2 separate regions of the Anser cygnoides genome follow, and region 1 is linked to region 2. A link is a contact called in public Hi-C data. All regions are on one chromosome and are shown on one strand. The core of a region is the stretch at or near the end of the contact, and the rest is flanking DNA. Distances in the headings are between cores, read along the strand shown. Region 1 holds the start of NFKBIA (NFKB inhibitor alpha). Region 2 holds the start of BAZ1A (bromodomain adjacent to zinc finger domain 1A).

Evidence for each region. A called contact is a pair of places that touch in the nucleus more often than the background predicts.
Region 1: a contact with region 2 is called in a Hi-C map of liver, with 1.4 times the contacts expected there. The contact joins the promoter of NFKBIA here to the promoter of BAZ1A in region 2. A contact is called at or near these places in 2 of 7 Hi-C or Micro-C datasets (both in liver).

What each region holds. Positions count from the first base shown.
Region 1 is chr5:40,400,194-40,404,096 of Taihu_goose_T2T_genome, reverse strand. It overlaps NFKBIA (NFKB inhibitor alpha), which reads left to right and starts at 2,278. Exons shown (of 6, transcript XM_048059840.2): 1 at 2,278-2,716; 2 at 3,026-3,134; 3 at 3,621-3,831. The coding sequence starts at 2,325.
Region 2 is chr5:40,198,141-40,202,184 of Taihu_goose_T2T_genome, reverse strand. BAZ1A (bromodomain adjacent to zinc finger domain 1A) reads left to right here and starts at 1,995. Exons shown (of 27, transcript XM_048059739.2): 1 at 1,995-2,295; 2 at 2,980-3,130. The coding sequence starts at 3,018.

The sequences.
Region 1 (3,903 bases), core at 1,029-3,528, 200 kb before region 2:
GTGAGTTTGTTTCTTTCTGTTATATTCGTTCATGCTTGTGGACTGTATGGCAAATTGTACAGAGTAATGGCTAGAATGAGTTAATTTTCAGGAAAGGACGGTACCTCAGTAGCATAAAAGCAGCACCGGTGACCTTCAACATAGCTAAGAAACCTTTGTTTTATATTATCTCCTGCAAGCTTAAGCTATCCCTCTAAGCAAATATTGTAAAACACTATTGTTAGCTGAGAGGAGTTCCCAAGAAGACAGCAGCTTTATTTGTTTTAATAAGAGTCCTGCTTGCCCATGCATCCGCTGGCTGTCTGCTACTGTACAGAGGGATTAGAGTTAGGGCAGAGCCGGTTCTTGAGCTGTGCTTTTGGCTGCCTCTTAGCCTCAGCACCGGCTCACGTCTGGGGCCTTTCGTCAGTGAGACTGTCAAAGCTACTATTACCACCGGGGACGTCATTTTTCTTTGTACAATGAAAAACAACAGAGACGTCAGTAAATGTGAAGCACTGATGTGCACCCACTCCCACCCAAAGCTCAGCTCCTGCTGCCAGGGCACGGCCAAGCACCCGGGCACCGCGGCCCCGTGCAGCAGAGGCTGGTGCTGCATCTGCCGGGGCAGGAAGTGGGCTGATCTTTCCATCCAGAAATCATTTTCCATCTCCTTTCCGCCACCTACAACTGGCTGAAGCACCGCAGCGTTCAGATGTACACAAAATGAGAGCATCTCAGCTCGCGTGCCTCCAAAAAGAGGTTTCTGCTGGCAAACACTTTCCAAAAATAGCCCCGAGGTTGCCTGTGACAGCAGCTGGAAGTCACTCGCAGAGGCAAAGAACTTGTTTTGCTGAACTCGGTTTCCAGCCATCGCAACGAGGACGGGAAGTTTGCAAGTTTAATTTCTGCGTGGCTCTGGCGAAGCCCCACCGGGAGGCAGCTCGGTTCTTGCTGGGCTCGGTGCCCCTGCTACTCGGATCAGGAGCTTGCTTTCCAGCTCCCCTCCTTGCTTTTGCACAGAGGCAGGTGGGAGGAGAATCATTTGTTAATTAAATTTCCCCTGCCAATTTACATTAAAAAGGGGAAACTCTTTCAAGAAGCTCACAAAACTTTCATAACCCTTAACCTATAAAAGAAAGAGCTGCACGGCTTTTCTAAACCTGCCCAAAAGCACCACCGGGTTGTCCCAGGCCCAGAGATGAATAATGAAAAAAAGCCCAGGAATGGTACGGCTGGGCTGAAAATCAGAAACATCTGTTTACGGAAAGCCAGGCGTCTTCCCTCTCCTCTGGCTCCCCCTTTCATCTTCGGATTTTCTCACAAGTCCTTTTTTTCAAAGGGACACCATCCCATGGGAAAATGGCAAAAGCCAAAAAACTCTCAGACACTGTTAGTCAGCGAGGCCAGCAAGAGTTGCAAGAGAAGAAAAATTCTTAATGGGAATCCCCCACATCTGAGAAGCGGCAGCAAAATTCACCAGGGAAAAATTCAGCATCGTCAACCTCACAGGCGTCTTTTATCCATGTGGGAGCCCGCGTCTATCCTGTTCTCCCTACGCACGGATGGGAGGACATCGGTAATGAGGAGCAGGGAGTAACTAAAATGGATGCAGAGAGTAAGGGTACTGGGAGAAGGTACCGCTTCTCGGGAAACAAAGTTCCTGTGTGTACGGTCTGAGGGGTTCTGTTTAGCCTTTGACACGGCCTGGACGTACAGAGTGGAGCAGGGATCCTCCCGCCTGCTCCTAATCCCGTGAGCAATTCCACCGCAGAGGTGTGAGGTCCCTCAGGTGCTGTGTGGTACCCGCACACCTGCAGGCTCCGCAATGTGTAACACCAGCCGTGCGCAGCATCTGAGTCTCTCCAAAGCCTGGCACCCCCCAGTAAGTAAATAATTAGCATCACGGTGACCCGATCCAGGCTTTGGGACACGGGGTGCAGAAGCGGCCCCACGCCGCAGCCCAAGCTCCCCTCCTGCGTCCCCCAAAGCCCCGTTTGGCCTCCGGGGGAGGGCCGAGGAGCCGGGGGGCTGCCTGCAGCGGGCAGCGGGCCCCGCGGGGAAGCCCCCGGGGCGGCCGGGCGGCGGCGTCCCCCCGCGGGGCTCCGAGTACTTCCCCGCCGCGGGCAGGGCAGGGCCGGGCAGGGAGGGCGCAGGGAATTCCGCCCTGCCGGGCCGCGCCGCGCCGAGCCGGGCCGGCCCCCTTCCCTCCCTCCCTCCCTCCCCACCCCGTCGCCGCCCCTGGCGCCGAGCAGGACCGGACTCGCCCGGCGAGGCCTTGAGAGGCTGGAAATTCCCGCGGCGGCGGCTCCTCCCCCGCAGAAATCCCCTCCGCCGCCGTGTATATGCGGCGCGCCGCCGCCGCCGCCGCTCACTCGCGGATGCCCGCCCGGTCGGCAGCGCCAGCCCCGCTCCGCGCCCCGCTCCCGGCCCCGCTCCCGGCCCCGCCAGCCGCCCTCGGAGCCGCGGCGCCCCGCCGCCCTCAGAGCCCCGCCGCCATGATCAGCGCCCGCCTCGCCGCCGAGCCGCCCGCCGCGGAGGGCTGCGAGCCGCCCCGCAAGGAGCGGGCGGCCGGGCTGCTGCCGCCCGACGACCGCCACGACAGCGGGCTGGACTCCATGAAGGAGGAGGAGTACCGGCAGCTGGTGCGGGAGCTGGAGGACATCCGCCTGCAGCCCCGCGAGCCGCCCGCCCGCCCGCACGGCTGGGCGCAGCAGCTCACCGAGGACGGGGACACGTAAGTCGGGGCCGGGGCCGCGGGGAGGCCGGGGCCGGGACGGGAACGGGGCCGGGGCCGCCGTCGGGGAGGCGCCGGGCGGGGAGCGGAGCGCGGAAAGTCCCTGGAGCGGCGCCAGGGAGAGGCGGCTCCCGCTGCCGTCGGAAAGCCCCGGCCGCCGAAAGCCCCGGCTTTCGAAACCCGCACATGACTGAGGCCGTGGCCCGGGCACCTCGTCACCCGTGTTCCCGCCGGGGGGACTGGGGCTTTCGCGTAGCTCGGCTAATTTTTCTTTTGTTCTCTCTTTTTTTTTTTTTTTTTTGGATGCAGTTTTCTCCACTTGGCGATTATCCACGAAGAAAAAGCCCTCAGCCTGGAGGTGATCCGGCAGACCAGCGGGGACCGTGCCTTCCTGAATTTCCAGAACAACCTCAGCCAGGTACTTTCACCTCGGCACCCCGGGGCCCGGATCAACCCCCACCGCCCCCACAAAAGCCCTGTGGGGAATTCCCAAGGAAAAATCGCTTTTTTAATTCAGTGGATATTAAATCAAAGCCTCCGTTCAGGAAAGCACCCGAATGACTCCGACCGGTGTTGGTGCAACACTTTGCCTCCCCGGCAGCGGCCTCTTACTTACCGCCCCCATTTTTCAAATATGATGCAATGGGTTGCACCCCTCCTCGCTGGGATGTTAATGATACCCTTCTTACGGATTGCATGTCTGGTATCTGGAGAGCCCCGAGTTCATTGCTTCCAGACTAACGAGCAGCTCTGCACTATGTCAGGAAGCGTAACGAACTGACTTTGTGGGGTGTGTTTTCAGCTGGGCAGAAATCCCCAAGCGACTGCAGGGTTTGTGTGTTCAGGCACTGCTGCCACGTCCGCTGTGTAACTTACAGGTTTCTCTTTTCTCTTTTGCCTGCAGACTCCCCTTCACCTGGCAGTGATCACTGATCAGCCCGAAATCGCTGAGCACCTCCTGAAAGCTGGATGTGACCTGGACATCAGGGACTTCCGAGGAAACACCCCGCTCCATATCGCCTGCCAGCAGGGCTCCCTCAGAAGCGTCAGCGTCCTCACGCAGTACTGCCAGCCCCACCACCTCCTCGCCGTCCTGCAGGCAACCAACTACAACGGTACGCACATGCTGCCATACGCACACCTCAGTACACGGCGCTGCAGACGGGGCTGCTGACCTCTGCAGAGCT
Region 2 (4,044 bases), core at 746-3,245:
CTATGAATGAGAACTGCAACCTCAGTCACTGGCAAAGGAACTCCATCTAGTATAGCTGTTAGTGTACAACAACATCTTTTAAAAACAAACCAACTTATTTTTTTGCCCTTCTGTGGTAAAATCCACATCAACAACCCTGTTCTTGTGTCTTGAATCAAAACTATACTTTCAGTGATGTCCTAAAAAAAATCCAACCCAAATCAGTACAAAAATTGAATACAGTGTAAAAACACAAGAAATATTCTCATGAAAGGAACATTTTTCAGATTTCTCAGAATTAATTTCCACTGAAATCTCAATGTCCCCTTAGTAGATGTTATCCTGTGTTGTAAAAAATTATCTTAGTTCCTTCTGACCTTACTGGGAGCAGAATCAGAGTCTGAATTAGTGGTTTTTAAAGAACAGAGCTGGATTCAGAGGTGAAAACTGAACTGTTCCTCTGTATCCTAAGAATATCAAACCCTAGCGCAGCCCTATTACTTAGTGAGGATCTGTTCAGTGGAAAAATCACTGAGGGAATAATGAGGGGGGAAGAACAAGAGAGGGAGGAAAAGATGAGAAGAAAAGAGAAAGAGGGCAAGAGAGAGCAAAAAGGAAAAGGGGATTTGCTTTTGATGTCACAGTTCTATCAACTCATGCATTTTTCATGGACACCAACTAATTCTGAAATAATGCTGTGCTGACAATCCGCACACACACACACACACACACACAGCCAAGCTCCCAAATATCATGATACTGGCTTAGAAAGGATGAGATTCACAAAAATTATAAACTCAAGACTTTTATTTCCCTAGTAATTTGTGAACCTTTTGAGATCACATATTCAGGCTCTTCTCTCAAACTTGAGATTTAGAAATGTAATTATTTGTAGGGGAAGCTGAGGCTCCAATTTAATCACATCTGCTGAAGAGCCAGAGCTTAAAACAAAGCTAAGTGTTGCAAAATCTCACTGTAATCATAAGAGTTGCCAACACTAAATGTCATAACCGTGGCAAACTGTACGGTTTTGATGCAAACCTAAAATTTATGAAATGTTGGAGGCATTAAAAGTGCATTAACTGAAGTTGCACTCGTGCCCTTTGGTAGAAATTAATTAAAAACTGAAAGTGAAGCCAACTGGCAAATGAAAATAAGTTGGTAGGACTCAGAGGTAACCTGTTTTGCAGTTCAACCTTCAGATTTTGTAAACTGAACTAGAAGGGAGCACTGGCATTTCTCGGTGCTTTTGATTAAGACCTGATCACTTTTTAAACAAAGTAATTCACGAATTCGAGTGTAAACATTCTTCTAGGTTTTAGTCATCCGGGCTGCCGCAGCGCTGCTCGTTGCTTTTACTTGCAGTGCTAATGAAAAACAACCTATGCACAGGTGCAGGAAACAGCACAGGATCTTTATTTGCCCGAACAGAATTTCAGGTCGTAAACTTGTATCTTTGTGTCAGCCTTCAGATACCAGTCACCTAAGTCGTCCTGTGGGGTTTTTACAATTGTGCAGTACGTTTTCATGTACGCTCTGGACCTTGCACTGTTGAACTGCGATGGATGGGGACCTCCTTCTGTGTTTTTATGTCTTTAAGCCGGCTGGCACTTAAGAGAACACAATTAGATTAGCATCCCACTCTTAATCACCCACGGCACGGTGAGCGCGCCGGGGTAAGAAATAATAAAAGCGGTGAAAAATTAGTTCACTGGCAGAACAATATCCTGACGCTGGCGATTAACCGGAGGGGGGGAGGCAAGGCAGCGGCGGGCAGGGCCCCATCTGACACGTTCGCAACCTGGCCGAGGGCAAAACCCTGCCCTCGCCGCCCCGGGCCGGCCGGCGGGGAGCCGCTGGCGGGGCGCTCCCGGGGGCCGGGCCGGGCTCGGGGGAGCCCCTCGGTATCCGCAGCCCGGCCCGGCGGCGGGGGCAGCGGGCTCCGGTGCCCGGTTGCCGGTGCCCGGGGTGCCGCCGCCTCAGCGCAGCCCGGCCGGCCGGGCCTCCTCCCCCCCCCGCTCGGCGCGCCGCAGATCGCAGGCTGATAATTCGAAAATGGAGGATGAGCCCTCTCAGCCATTAATTAATAATGTAGCTCGCTGTCTTCCTGTGTGACACACGCTGGAAGGCACCGAGCGGCCAATAAAGATGTAGGGGAGAGAAGTGGAAGGCTCCTCCCCGCCGCTCTTCCTGATTGAGGGCTCGGAGAAGTAGATCAAAAACTTCCCGGGAGCTGGGGCCGGGGGGGGGGCAGCGAGAAGGGACGAGCGGAGGGCGCCGCGTTTCGCACCCCGGGGCGGCTCGGGGCAGCACCAGGTAGGCGGCAGGGGGGGAGCGGAGCCCCGAGCCCCCCGCGGCGGCGGGGCCGGAGGGCGGGGAGCCCCCCGAGCCGTGCCGAGCCGTGCCGGGGGGGGGGCGGGCGAGGACCCCGCTAGGGCAGCGGGCCGGCAGGAAGCGAAGGAGGGCGATAAGCGGTCGCTGCGGGCAGGAGGAGGAGGAGTGGAAGTTGGCGTCCGGGCCGGCGTGCGCGGCTCAGAGGCGGGGAAGGGGTGACCCGGGGGCGGCGGGGGGGCGGCGGAGACAAAGCGCGGCGGCGGCGGCCGGGGCCGGGGTATCCCCGCGCCGAGCACGTTGTGTGCGGCCGGGGCCGGGGCCGCGGCCGGGGCGGGGTGGGCCGGGGGGGCGCCGCCCCCGCCCGGCGTTCGGCGTCATGGCCCCATTGTGAGGCTGCGGGAGGAGGCGGGGGAGGAAGGAGCCGCCGTTCGCTCCCCGCGCAGTCCCAGGCAGGCAGCGGCGTGTCAGGCACACAAAAGGCTGCCGCCGCCGCGCCGCCCGAGCCCGCCGTGCCGTGCCGCCGCGCTCCGCCGCTCCTTCCCCGGCCCCCCCGGGGGGAGGGACACGCCGGGCCCGCTCCCTCCTCCCCGGGCCGGGGGCGCCGCCGCCCGCCCGCACTCACTGCCCGCCTTCCCTCCGTGTTTTTTTTTTCCCTCCGGTTCGAAGCGGGTCCCGGGGCAGGAAGGAGACGACGGAGCGGGGCGATGCCGCTGCTGCACCGCAAGCCCTTCGTGAGGGAGAAGCCCCCCGCCGACCTGCGGCCGGACGAGCGCGTTTTCCACTGCAGGGTCACCAACGAGATCTTCAGGGACTACGAGTAAGCCGCGGCCCCTTTTCCCCGGACCCCCCCCCCGCGCCCTTCCGCCGGCGGCGCGAGGCAGGAGCGGTTGGAGCCCCCAACGGCTGACACCTGGGCGGGGAGGCGGGGGGAGGCGGCCGGGGGATTCCCCGGCAGCGCCGCGGGGAGCCCGGCGGGGCGGAGGGGAGGTGGCGGCGGTGCCGGTGGTGGCGGCGGGGGGGGGGGGGGCTGGCGCCGAGCCCGTGCCCCGCCGAGGGGTGGGGGGAGAGGGCGGATCTCCCGGCCTGGGCAGGGGGAATCCCTGCCCGCCTTCCCCTCCTGGCGGGGGGATCCCGCCGGCCCCCTCCTCCTCCCGCTGCCGCCGCCGCCGCCGCGGGGCAGGGGGCGCCGGCTCCTGCACACCCCCGCGAGGAAGTGAAAGTTGCGGCCGCGGGAGGCGGCGGGCGGTGCGAGCCCCGGCCCCTGCCCCTGCCCCGCCGCATGTCGCTAGGCCGGGACGCGCCGCCAACGGCCGCCGGGCCGGGCCCGGGCTGCACAACGGCGGCGGCCGCCCCGGCGTGCGGGGCCCTTGGGCACCATTGTTGTGGGAGCGCCCGGCCCGGCTCGGCTCGGCCCGGCTCCCGGCCGGCCCCTGGCCGCCGCGCTTAACTCCTTGTTCCCGGCGGCCTCTCCCGGGCCGGGGTGTCAGAGCCGCCGCCGCCGCGCCGCCCATGGCCGCGCTCGCCCCGCCCTCCGCCGGCCGCGGGCCCGGGAGCCGTTGCCCGGCCCGGCTGGAAATGGCTCGGCCGCCCCGGGAGGGCCGCGGGGCGCTGCACCTGTCCGCGGCTCCCCGCGCCGGGCCGGGCCGGGCGTCCTCACAGCGCGGGGAGCGCCCGGGGCTGGAAACTGGCCCCGGAGAGGCGAGCGGCGCGGCCGAGAGGGACACCTGTCCC